Linked DNA regions of Mus musculus: region 2 is linked to region 1. Evidence: chromatin contacts called from public HiChIP or PLAC-seq data. All regions are on one chromosome and are shown on one strand. The core of a region is the stretch at or near the end of the contact, and the rest is flanking DNA. Distances in the headings are between cores, read along the strand shown.

Region 1 (6,082 bases), core at 1,468-3,967:
TCTCAAAGTTTAATGATTGGGGAGGTGGAGGCAGGAGGATCAGAAGTTTAAAGTCTTCAACTACAGACTACACAGGGTACTTGCCTCAACAAACAAACTCCAAAGGGTAAAATGGCTGTCCAGCTCAAATTTTCTAACTGGTCACATTCTACAGCACACCGACACCTCTAGGAAAAGAATCAAGTGTCTCCTACCCTGCCTGGTCTGTCTCATCTCTGTGCCTTCATGTGAAAGAGCACTAACCCACCCCCACTGTCACTAGCCCAGGAGCTGTGCTGTGAGGAGTGCAGAGCAAGGAGCCAGGGGAAGCTTGGCAGGTGCCAGCCCTCCTCACGCAGGGCTTGGTTTGCAAGGGCCACATGCAGAACGCAGGCTCCCTCATCTCATGCTCCGGCCCCTCTCTCCTCTACTCCCAGACACAAATGCAGGCCAGGTAGCATTGCATCTCTTCCTTCCTAGTCTGAAAACACAGTGCAACAAAGCATAACATTTTTATGAGTTAAATGTCTTTTTCTAGTCTCAAGCTTAATAATGTGGGACAGTTCCTAAGCTTTGGGTTTTTCCACAGGAAAGCACGGCTCATAGAAGTGAATGCATTTCTGGGAAAACTGGAAACGTGCATACAGCACCTACAGATTACAGTTATAATTCCATGCCCATGGAATTCTGGGACTCCAGGACATGTTCAACTCTAATCCCAGAATACCCAAGTCCCTCCAAGTCCTTCACACACACAAAAAAATTGCACAGTATTTGCATATCTACACCTTTCGATTTTAAATAATCTCCAGGTTATTTATAATTTAGAACAAACACGATGCCTACACACTTCACTTACATGGATTCTGTAAAGTACTCAGTCTAAAGCACATTTGAATTTCATCTTTTTCTGGAATTTTCTGGATTTTTTTTCTTTCTTTTTTGCTTTTGAGTCAGGATTTCGTATAGCTAGCTCATTTTGGCCTTGACTTGAAAATCCCCTTGTCTCAGCCTCCTAAGTGCTGTGTGTTGTTGGGGTGTTCATGAACTGGGGGTGTTTAGATCTGAAGATGCAGAACCAGTGGCATTAGGTTCTGTGTCATAGATCAAAGTTAATGGTGCATACACATTAAATAAAAAAGTTGGGCAGAGTGCCAACTGGTTGCCCTTGGGCTAGGGGGGCAGTTATTCAAACTTAAGGTTTCTTTCACTCCTCAGAGCTGGGAAGGCCACACTGTGCTCGAGGTAAAATATGGGAACGCCACATAATTTTCTATTTCGAGTTTCTTTTGTAAAAATGCTGAGTTCCAGGCCTGTAGGCCTTTGTGGGAGCGCTAGTCCATCAAGATGAGGCCTCCAGATGTCACGAGTCTGTGTCTAGCCTGGTTCGAAGAGACTGTGAGTTTCACTCTACTCTTGACAAGTCAAGTCCACTCTCCAAGCACATTGCCCTGGCAGTAGACACCTCTCCTTCCCTGACACACTGAGGGACCCAGGGAGACAGACGCAATATAGGGCTGTGTCAGTTATAGAGCCTGGATGTCAGTTTCATGCGGTCTAAAAATGAGCCATGACTCCACACAATGAGGGGTCTCCCTCTCCTCCTCCACCTCCACCTCTCTCATAAACATTCCAACAAGCATTAAAGCCTCGTTCAAGGGAGTAGAGAGACAGTTCTACTGTCTTGATGCTCTTCCTGGGTCCTTGGTCCGTTTCCCAGCCCCCCACATAGTGACTTACAACCATCAGCAAGCAACTCCAGATCCATGGGAATCTGACACCCTCTTCTGGCCTCCTCCAGCACCAAGCAGGCATGTGGTGCACAGACATGCATACAAACACAACACCCACACATAAAATAAAATTAGAAAGTAAATTATAAAAGGCCCCTGTTAAACACCCTCCTCTCCAGAAGGCCTGAATACAGCAGTGTCTGGGAGAGGTAGAGAGAAAGGCAACATCACCCTATACCTGCAGCATCTCCCAAAACCCTGAATGGGGAGCTTCTCACCCCACTACATCCCATAGATCCCGACAGGTAGACACTCTCTGGAGAGCACTCAGCTGACAGAGGACGGATGGGGATGAAGTCCCAGCGGGAGTTAAGCAAAGTCCAAAGCCACAGGCAACCAGCCAGAAACTTGGAAGACCAGATAAATCCAGGCTAACAGGTGTGAGCTGGACCACACAGGGTGATGTGGGCTCCCTGGAATGCTAACAGATTTATCCCAGTTCCTGTTGCAAAGCGGAAAGGGAGTTACCCTCTGAGTTCCTCCGTTGTCCTCCCCGGAGCAGCTGTGAGAGGGAGGCTGACAGTCACAGACACGCCTCCTAATTATGCATCTGGTGCTGGCTAGAGACAGAAGGATCTTAGTGTCCCAGCCCTAGAATCACAGAGAAGAAAACCCACCAGAGGGCGGCCTACTGAGCGCGCTGCCCGACAAGCACCGCAAAAGTACAAGGGGACCTAGGACCTGGTGAGGAAGCCAAGACCAGACTCAGCTAGGTCACAGCTGCACACGCCCGGCACCTCAGCTCCAGCGCTTCTTTCCAGCGGTGGCTACAAGGCCTTCCCTTCAATTCCGAGACCACACAAGTTTGCCCCGGGCCTTTCCCAGACACCTGTGGACCCGCGATTCACAGGCCACCTGCTTAGACGCCCCTTATCTACACACATTCTGCTCCCCGCCCCTTCCCCTCCCCCACCACACTTCTCCCCACCTTCTGTCCTTCTCTCCTGGTAGCAATTTGCCTAACACTGCCCCCTGTTGGAACATGAGATTTTTCTGGGGTAGGGGAGTCAGAGCATTGTCTTTGAACCAGGAGCATGCTGGATATGGGGGCCCTCCATGGGTCAGAACGAACCAGTCCAATGAGCAGGAGATAGCCCATCTGGGCAGCATACTGAGAAACACTTACCTGGAACTGTTGCTGGGTTACTGTGTTGTTACTATATTTATTTTGTTAGGGGGTATTTCCTCTGCAAGGAAACTTTTGAGCTTGGAATCAACTTTTGAGTCATCCCTTTTGCCGTGAAATCTATTTGTTCACAACAAGGCAAATTCACTTGATGATAAAGTAAAATAGAATCATATTCTCAGGGGAGAAAACAAAGTAGGTATCATTATAACAAGGTACCAGTGGAAATCAAGCTCTAAATTTCTCATGAGGCCAAAAGAAGCCAAGACTGCTCCTGACCAGTGGTTGGTATACTAAACCATTAAAAAACAACAAAAAGCAAAACCAGAAAAACTTTAGCACTTCTAAAATCCACCATGAAACAAAGGCTAGCAAGACCTCCGGAGCACTGTGCACGTCAGTCAAGCCTCCCTTTACTTTCAGAGCCAGACCTGTCTAACTGCCCCAGCCTGAGGCTGTGTCCTTTTCTAATTTACTATTCAGAGTCATGAAGCTAAATCAGGGTTTCCCTGGTTACTGACAGGCTCTTCTGAAGGATGTGGCTATGTAATTGGTGTTGGCTTGGTTACTGGATGTATTCAGAGCTGAGAGCACTGGTAGTAAATGCTGCTATGAACCTGCAGAAGAAACTAACAGGCTCTGGATAAACTAAGGCAGTCTCAAGATTAAGGTCCTCCTCGAGATGTGCCACTGAGCGCCCCTCCTATGCTCCTGACATCCCCAGCGGCGGTCTATAAAGGAAGTGGATCATGGAAATGGTTAGCTCTGAAAAAAAAACCCACAATCGACCCATGGAACTAATTAGGCAGCTTCAGCCACCTGCTGGACTGTCGCACAGCATTGGCCATGAATATTCTGTCCAGATCACCACTCAGCAAATGTTTCCTGAGCTCTGTCATCACCCCGTGTTGGATACAGACATGAGGAGATTTGGGAGCAGCAGCTTAGAGGACAGGCGAGCAGGCAAGTGAGAATGGTGTAGCCCCAGAGCTGACAATTTTAGAAAGAGAAAGATGGGGGCCTCATGGTTCCTCCAGGCTGAGGAAAGGCAGAGGCTTAGTTGTCTGAGAGATCTGAAGTCTGGGGTTGTTGACGAGCAGCTGGAGAGCTATGCCCATGGCAGGAACCTGGTCTTCTGCCCCAGATGCCAAACTCATGCCGAATCTACTGCCCACAGGGCTATGTGGCTCCGAGTGGGTTCACACACCCCTGCCATGATGCTCTGTGTCCTCCCCATGCCCAGGAACCATGGGAAAGAGGGTAAAGAAGTGACCACCTCCTGGAAACAGTGTTTAGACCAGCTGACTGAACTTCTGTGCAGTGCTGAAAATCACATTTATTTTTGTCTCCCCATGAAGATGTGAGTCATAGAGAACAAGGTATATGATTCCACATGTCTAATCATATTGTGAATTGTAATTATTCTTATATAAGAGATGCCAATAGGATCACATTCAAACACTTCCCATAATTAACCTTACCAATAAAAAAGAAAAATGAGATCTTAAAAACACACTTAAAAAAAAATGTCATCCACTAAAGGACAGACACTTTGTAACTCTACTTAGACAAGTTACCTAGACTGGCAATCACAGGGACAGAGTGCTGGTTCCCACTGGGTGGAGGAGGGGACCCTGAGGTCATTCATGACCATCAAGTTTTGATATAAGATTATGAAAAAGTTCTGGAAGTGGGTAGGTGCTATTTGCACATAGTATGAATGTCTTTAATGGCGCTTTTTTTACATGAAAAATTGTTAAAAATGAAGCATTTATATCATGTCTATTTTACCATAATAAATCCCCACGCTCACTCTCACAAGCAGAATGGCAGATCATTTCATTATCAGTTTACAAGCTAAGCCAATGAAACATAGCAAAAAAAAAAAAACAAACAAACAAACCTCAAAATATATAAATTATCAATGGATAGTAGATAAAATTTGGCCTGGCTTACAGGATCAGAGGCTGGAGGAGTCAAAAGTTCTACATCTTGATCCAAAGGCAGACAGGAGAAGACTGGCTCCCACATGGCTAGGAGGAGGGTCTCAAAGCCCACCCCCACAGTGACACACTTCTTCTAACAAGGCCACACCTCCTAACAGTGCCACTCCATGGGCCAAGCATAGACAAGCCACCACATCACCTCTTCACTGAAGTAGCTAAATAAGCAAGACCAATCTTCTTAACTGTTCCTGAATCCATCGGTCTGCTTCCGGACTGTGGATGCAGTGGGACCCTCCCCTCTGCTGCAGTGACTTGCCCTGTGATGGCACGGCACCATCACACTGCGAGCCTGAATAAGCCCATCCTTCCAGGTTGCTTTTGTCAGATTCTTCATCACAGCGATGAGAAAAATAACAAGTACACTGACTATCCTAAAGACGAGGAGAGACTATGCTGTAGTACACTCGATAGAACAAATATTAGCCCAATACCACAGCCAGATAACCACAGGACTCTCAGTTCCTTGGGAGATGGAACAGGAGAATTACAAACTGAAGGCCTACTTGAGGGGTTTGGTGAGATCTTGCTTTAAAATTAAGAAAGAAAGAAAAAAAAAATGAAGCAGGCTCTCCAGATAAAATGGTGGATTAGAAACCATGATGGAGCTAGTGGTTGATTAAATTTAGGGAAACAAAGGCAAGAGAGTATTTGATCACCGTATTCTTCTGTCCCCACGATCACAAGGTTTATTGTCCCCAAGGAAATCCCTGACTCCCTGCTGCCACTATAGCCCATGCAGCTGGAGCCACCACTGTGGATGTCTGCTGGAGCGTGAGCCTTCAGGACTTCTTCCGTGTCCCCCAAACCTACAGAAGCTTCTTCAGTTGGGCTCTTAATCTAGGGGTCTCCAGTAAACTGCTCCCTGGGACTGTCTTCAGTGTGCAGCACAGGATCATGAAATAGAAGGATACCCAAGTTACAACGCAGAGTGCTGCACCCCCACCCCATACCTACCCTCACCCAACTGACCAACCTCGGCTAGGGCGGGGACTCTTAAATATTTCTATCTCCCAGAGTAGGAGTAATTACTTTCATGAGAGAACTTCACACAAAGGGTCTCCAAGGGAAGCGTGAAAAGCAACTTGGAGTGTAGTCTAGAGCAGGACTTTAGGGGAAGGCCAGGCAGAGGTTTTCCCAGGGGTGAGACAAACCCAGTGTTGAAGCTGATCACATTCATT
Region 2 (6,082 bases), core at 2,183-4,682, 85 kb after region 1:
CAGTAAGTGTTTTATATACCTGTGAGAGCAAACTAATTGAAAAGGAAAAATGAAAATTCATAAAAACAGAATCATCATCATCATCACAACAACAACAACAACAAACCAAAGCAAGCGAGCCTCCTGGAGAGTGGTCTTAAGTGACTTTAAAACTAAGTACTTAGTGGTAGCCATGAACTGTATGAGGATGCTTTGACTGACCTTTCCCTTCTTTTCTCCCGGCCCCTACCTTTCTGAACGTTAGTCACAGACAATCGCCAACACTCCCAGCTTATGTGGTAGTGAAGACCAAACCCAGGACATTGTTCAGCCTAGGTCAGCGCACTATCAACTGAGCTATGCCTCTAGCCTGCATGCTAGAGTTTTTAATCATTATTTAGAAGGGTACTCCTACCTATCAAAATTCAGCTGACCACTGCCCACACTAGCCTCCCAAGACCTCCCTGTTTCCTGGCTACACCAACAGGCCACTTGCTTATAGCCTCCTGTTTCTGCAAATGACTTCATAATATTTGGTCAATGATGAAATCAATTGGCATCCCATTTTCTGAATGTGCCTCCACTGTTAAGCAGTTTAAGACTACATTTTTCTAGCACGTGGATGTAAGGATCATAGATGGGCATATGGTTTCCAGAAGCAAGGAAAAATAGAAAGGAGGGGTTTAAAAACAAAAAACAAAAAACTAAGCGAGACATCCAAAAGCAAAAGGAAGAAAGACAAAGAGAAACCTGAACACAAGGCACATTTAACAATAAAAGCAATTAACTATACTTACAGGACAATCATGGCAGACTATTTTGAGAAAGGGCCACGTTCTTTGGTATCTGAAATGAAATAGTCCGATGTCTCATGCTGGCTTCACTCATTATAGGGGGAGCAGCAACGGGTACCAATGACAAGAATGGCCAGGAGCAAGTGCTGCTCACAGCAGGCAGCAGAAGGCCAGCTGGGCACACTGTGCTCTTCTTCTGCATACATATAAGGTTGTCTGAAGTTAACACCTTTTAAAAGGTGAGAGATGACGGCCTAGATCCCTGTTATGCTTGGTAACATAACCCATCTGCCAGAACCTCTTACATACTCACAATCCGAAGCCCTCTCAAGTTACAAGGCAAATTAATGACATTTTGGAAGCCATATGCAACATGATTGTATTGTGGACAAATTTTTGGTACAAATATAATTTTGCCAAGCAGTAAAAGCATTGTATTAAAGAAAAGTGAAAGTAACCATTCAAAGGAAGTTTTAGAGGGAAAATAAGGAATTCAGTGTTTGATAATTAAACTGCAATGGTCAAACAGAACTCAGTGTATGGCCCCAAGTACTTTCAGTTATTGCCACTTTCAAATGCTAGGTCAAATGGAGCTACTTTATATGGTTACTACCACCAACACAATGAAATGTGTAGGAGCACAAATGTCAACTCTGCTATACCTCAAATTTTTCAGGCATATTTTGCCTATTGGTCCATTAAAAAGTATAGTAATCAGATTATGGTAATTACAAAGCCAAAGGCAAAACTATGTTCTTTTTCAAATGCCCTGGTAAATGGAATAATGTAAAAATAAAATACTTGAATCAAAATCCTCAGAGGCAGACCACGAAGCATTAAGGAATTCTATCTTTATTCTCTGAGGATTTGCATTCAAAGACTCAATCAAATTTAAATTCATCACTTATGCAAAGTGGAACAGGAATCTCCCATTAAAAGTACCATAACTGCTGGCTTGTTTAAATGCTCAAGTGCATTAGATATACCATAGAAAATCCCGATTGTGTGATTGTGTCCATGCCAATAATATTTATGTATTAACCCAGAAAGCTTGTACAATGGCTGTGGGGCCAACTCATGGTATACCTTGCTGTTCTAGTGGTCTCAAAGAAACCTACAGAAAGGTATGGGGTAATGGTCAAATGAATGAAATAAGGTCACATGCTGCCTCCTCCCAAGGTGTCACAGTGTGGCTTCTGTACAGGGACAGTACAGGTACAGGAAATTTTGAAGCTCTGTGGTAACATCCACATCTTGTCTGCCCTGTCCCCCCTTTTATTTGCAGTTTAGATCCTTCATAGCTGAGTGTCTACCTGAACTTGGTTCTCTCAGTGACCCCACAGAAGTGTCCTGATTTGAGCTACTATTTTTTCAATAGAATAATATACACATCGCTGGCAAATTCTCAGCAGTACAAATAGGGACGATTGTGATAATGTAGCTTCTGGCTTAGCGCAACAGACAGAAGCAAACTGGCAACAAATAAGTAGGAACCAGTTTCTGCAACCAGATGTCCTCTTCGAGAAGCACATAGCTCCAGCCCTTTCCTCTGCAAAACTGAGCGACTAGAAGCCAATTTGCTTAAAGGCCCATATAAAAAAAAAATAAAAACCCTACATTTTGACTGGATGCCGTTTAAAATAACTATTCTATTCAAAACAGAGGTATAAAAAGCAAGGCTGTTCTTATTTTGACATCTGTGCCACCCACTCACACTGAACGGGGAGCTCCCAGGGAAGGTTCCAGGAGCACCTCCATGCTGCCCGGGGCATTGCCACAGGCATCAGAAGACAGTTTACTGCAGGCTGTCATTTAATTTCAGATGTATGAGAAGAGAGTCTTAGGAGCTCCAGAAGCTCTTGTGTTTTCAAACCAGACCCAGTGGAGAGAGGGAGAACAAGAGAGCCAGACACAGTTATAAAGCATTAGCTGTTCTGGAACCTGGCGTTGAATGTTAGGGTTTTGTTTAGTTGTTGCTTTGAGAAAAGGCCTTTCTGTCTAGACTGTCCTCCAATTTACAGTCCTCCTCCTCCCTCAGCCATGCTCCACCATGCTCAGTTATGCACCCTAGACTTTCTGTCTAAGCTGCTTAGGAGAGCTCCAATTCCTTTGCAAGAATACAAGAGAATTCAGGTCGAGTCAACCATGACATCCTTGATGGTTCAGAGCCCTGATTCTCCAACCACTGAAGCTAATGGCTGCTGTCAACCGAAGCACAGCAGAGGACACTTACATCCCAAGACTAGAGGTAAAGATGCCCAGATTCTGGACACACAAGTCACTAGTGAGAGAGTCATGTGGAGTAATGATTCCTATGTAAAATGCAAATGGTGACATCCACCCTCTGTTCCTACAGGTCGGCACAAAAGAGCACACTGCAGATGGGTGGCTTTGCTCTGATTCTCTAGAGAAGTGGAGTCCAAAACAAACTTCTTTGAGATCTGAATCCTGTGAAGCCAGAGTCCAGCATCTGCTTAGCTGGAGAAGATTTTGGAGCCCTTGAAAGACTGGTTGCCAAATGCTGGGAGCTGCGCCTAGGCTGGCCAAGAGTAAAAAGGTGCTGAGTGCCTGTTTGTAGGAATCCCCAGACTTCAGGACATCCTGTCTCTAAGAACACCCTACTGTTCTCCTGGCTAAGAGCCCAGGAAGATCACCTGGGCTGTGCATGGGGAAGCCTGGTCTTGGTAGAATGTAGACAAAAGCCCCTGTATTAGTCTATTCTGCAGAATACAGACTGTACCAGCACATTCTCCCATCTGGATAAAAGGTCTTTCCCCGGGAGAAAAGAAGTCTAAGAAGCATTTGTGATGACCACAGCCCAGGTGCACGTCCCACAAAAGTCTGTCATCAGATTACATCACTCCACCCCCACGGCTTCCCACACCAGCAAAGCTCCAGGATGATCACATGAAACAAACAACAAAAACAAAACAAAACAAAACAACCTCCCCCGCCCCCCCCCAAAAAGCCCAAGGCAGACAAGATGAGCCCCTGGTACCACAGTTAGAGCTAAACAGCCTACACCTGGCCCATATCCTTTATCTCACCTCACACTTGATCTGTTTACCTCAGTTCTCATTATCCATTCCAGTGATATGGCTCACAGTCAGGAAAGTCAAAACTACAGCCATAGTGATTGCAGCCTAGTGGAGCCAGTGCTTGCCAGGCAGTGGGGAGGGATGGATAGCTGAACTGTGCATGGAAGCCACTTTTACAATGCTGAGACAGCGGACATGTGGCAACAGGCACGTGTTTGAGCCAATGCTCCAAACAGCACAAAGAGCAAATCCATACACTGGCCAAAAAATGTAAGCATTTAAGATGACAGAGGATCCTAGAATGGAGTGATGAGTGTGTAGGAGGAAGAGGACTATGTTAGAAATGTGTAAAATGGCCTCATGGAAGTAGGGGACAGGCTCATACCAGCAATTTGCATGTGTGTGTGTGTGTGTGTGTGTGTGTCTATGTGTGTATTCTTTCTGAATTTCACATCATGCGCCCCAATCCCACTTATCTCCCATTCTCTTCATGTCTGTCCTCCACCCTTGCAACTTCCCATTCAAAATGAAAATAAAAAAAACAAACAGAAATCTCACTGTGTGTGATGGTTTGTATTTGCTCAGCCCAGGGAGTAGCACTATTAGGAGGTGTGGCCTTGTTGGAGTAGGTGTGTCACTGTGGGCATGGGCTTTAAGACCCTCATCCTAGCTGCCTGGGAGCCAATCTTCTGCTAGCAGCCTTCAGATGACGATGTAGAACTCTCAGCTCCTCCTGCACCATGCTTGCCTGGATGCTGCCATGTTCCTGCCTTGATGATAATGGACTGAACCTCTGAAAGTGTAAGTCAGCCCCAGTTAAATGTTGTCTTTTATAAGACTTGCCATGGTCATGGTGTCTGTTCAAAGCAGTAAAGGCCTAACTAAAGCACTGTGGAAGCTGCAGGTTGTCACTGTGTGTCACACATCATACCCTTTTGTCCACACTCCTCTGCTTACAAATGTTCACAGCAATGAGTCATGGGTCTCGTTTGAGGCCTCAGGCTTCTGCTACTCTATCAATACTAGATCCTCCCTCCTCTAGGATATCCTGCTGTTACCCTGAGTTATGGAGATCCTCAAGTTTCAGATCTGCTGCAGGACCAGCCCCTCATGCACTCCAGCAGTTCATAGATGGGTAGATGTTGGGGTGAGCCAACTCAAAGCACTGGATCTGAACCTAGGTGATAGCTGAGTTGGTCAGCCCAGCAGCTTTCCTGTACTAACACTGCCAGGGTCAGGTCTCCGGGTCTCTAGCTAGCTCACTCAATGCCATAGCTGTTAATGAGCAGGGCTGGCTCTCTTGTTCACATGCTCTAAGGGCCAGATCACCCATACCCCCATACCCCACAAGAGCCAGCTCAACTGTGCTGCCAAGGTGAGGTGCAGGGCCACTCTCCCAAGTTACATAGCCAGCAAGCAGCAGGGCCAGCTCTGTGCAGCCCTTGAATATCAGCATGGACCCAGACACCAGCCCAGACCAGGGATGCCCAAATGGCCTTTGCTGGTAATATGAGCCACAGACATCAACACAGACCCAGACATGGCCTTCAGTGGCACCACAGGCAGGGAATTCACCATGGCCTCAGGTGGCATCTCAGGCTACTCACATCAGGCTGTTCCTCTCCAGCCTCAGGTCTCCATTTCTGCCTCTCTTCATAGTGATCAAGCCATTCTGCTTCTCTTTCTCTCCCACCTCTCCACATACTTTTACTCATAGTGGCTGGCCTAGCCTCCGAATGTCTACTCTCTGCTGGCAACTCTTAAGGATGAGCAGTCTGCACAACTGAGTCAAGTTGTATGTGTGTGCCAGCACCCTCCTCTACTTGCTAAAGCTGCCTCTCAACCAGGGGTACCAGCTAACAACTAGCACCCCCCACATGTGTGCTGGAATTAAACAATGAAGCAAATAAACAGCAAACGGCAAGGGCTATCTCACTATTGAAGTGAGAGCAGGGGAAGGAGGCTAGGATGAGCCTGTGGCCCAGACTGTCACAGAAGCCATCACTCTGACCTCATGTTTAGGTTTAGGTATAGATACAAATGGCTACTGAGAGAAACATTTGAAGATACAAATATATAGTGTTGACCCTTCACAATAGTCACAAATAATATAAAATAGCTTGGTGTGACTTTAATTAAGTAGGTGAAAGATCCATATGATAAGAACTTCAAGTCTCTGAAGGAAGAATTCTAAGATCTCAGAAGATGAACAGATCTCCCAAGCTCAAGGATTGGCAGGATTGATATAGTAAAAATGGCCATCTTGCCGAA

The links. HiChIP or PLAC-seq counts read pairs in DNA pulled down with a chosen protein or histone mark.
Region 2: a contact with region 1 is called in an H3K27ac HiChIP or PLAC-seq map of neural progenitor cells, with 2.7 times the contacts expected there. The contact joins two enhancer-like sites. A contact is called at or near these places in 4 of 484 Hi-C or Micro-C datasets (cortical neurons, embryonic stem cells, granulosa cells and 1 more), 2 of 115 datasets of contacts at active chromatin or transcription factors (embryonic stem cells and neural progenitor cells) and 2 of 9 other capture datasets (adipose tissue and pancreatic islet).

Annotation. Positions count from the first base shown.
Region 1 is chr7:64,837,729-64,843,810 of GRCm38.p6, forward strand. All of the region lies in intron 3 of Fam189a1 (family with sequence similarity 189, member A1), which reads right to left. Among named protein-coding and RNA genes, the nearest start is that of Nsmce3, 32 kb to the right of the region's middle. Within about 2 kb of position 2,718, at least 123 of the 459 cell types and tissues checked have an H3K27ac peak or open chromatin away from gene starts, as enhancers often do. A contact at or near this core is called in cortical neurons and neural progenitor cells, where this site is marked.
Region 2 is chr7:64,921,654-64,927,735 of GRCm38.p6, forward strand. All of the region lies in intron 2 of Fam189a1 (family with sequence similarity 189, member A1), which reads right to left. Among named protein-coding and RNA genes, the nearest start is that of Nsmce3, 52 kb to the left of the region's middle. Within about 2 kb of position 3,433, at least 15 of the 459 cell types and tissues checked have an H3K27ac peak or open chromatin away from gene starts, as enhancers often do. A contact at or near this core is called in cortical neurons and neural progenitor cells, where this site is marked.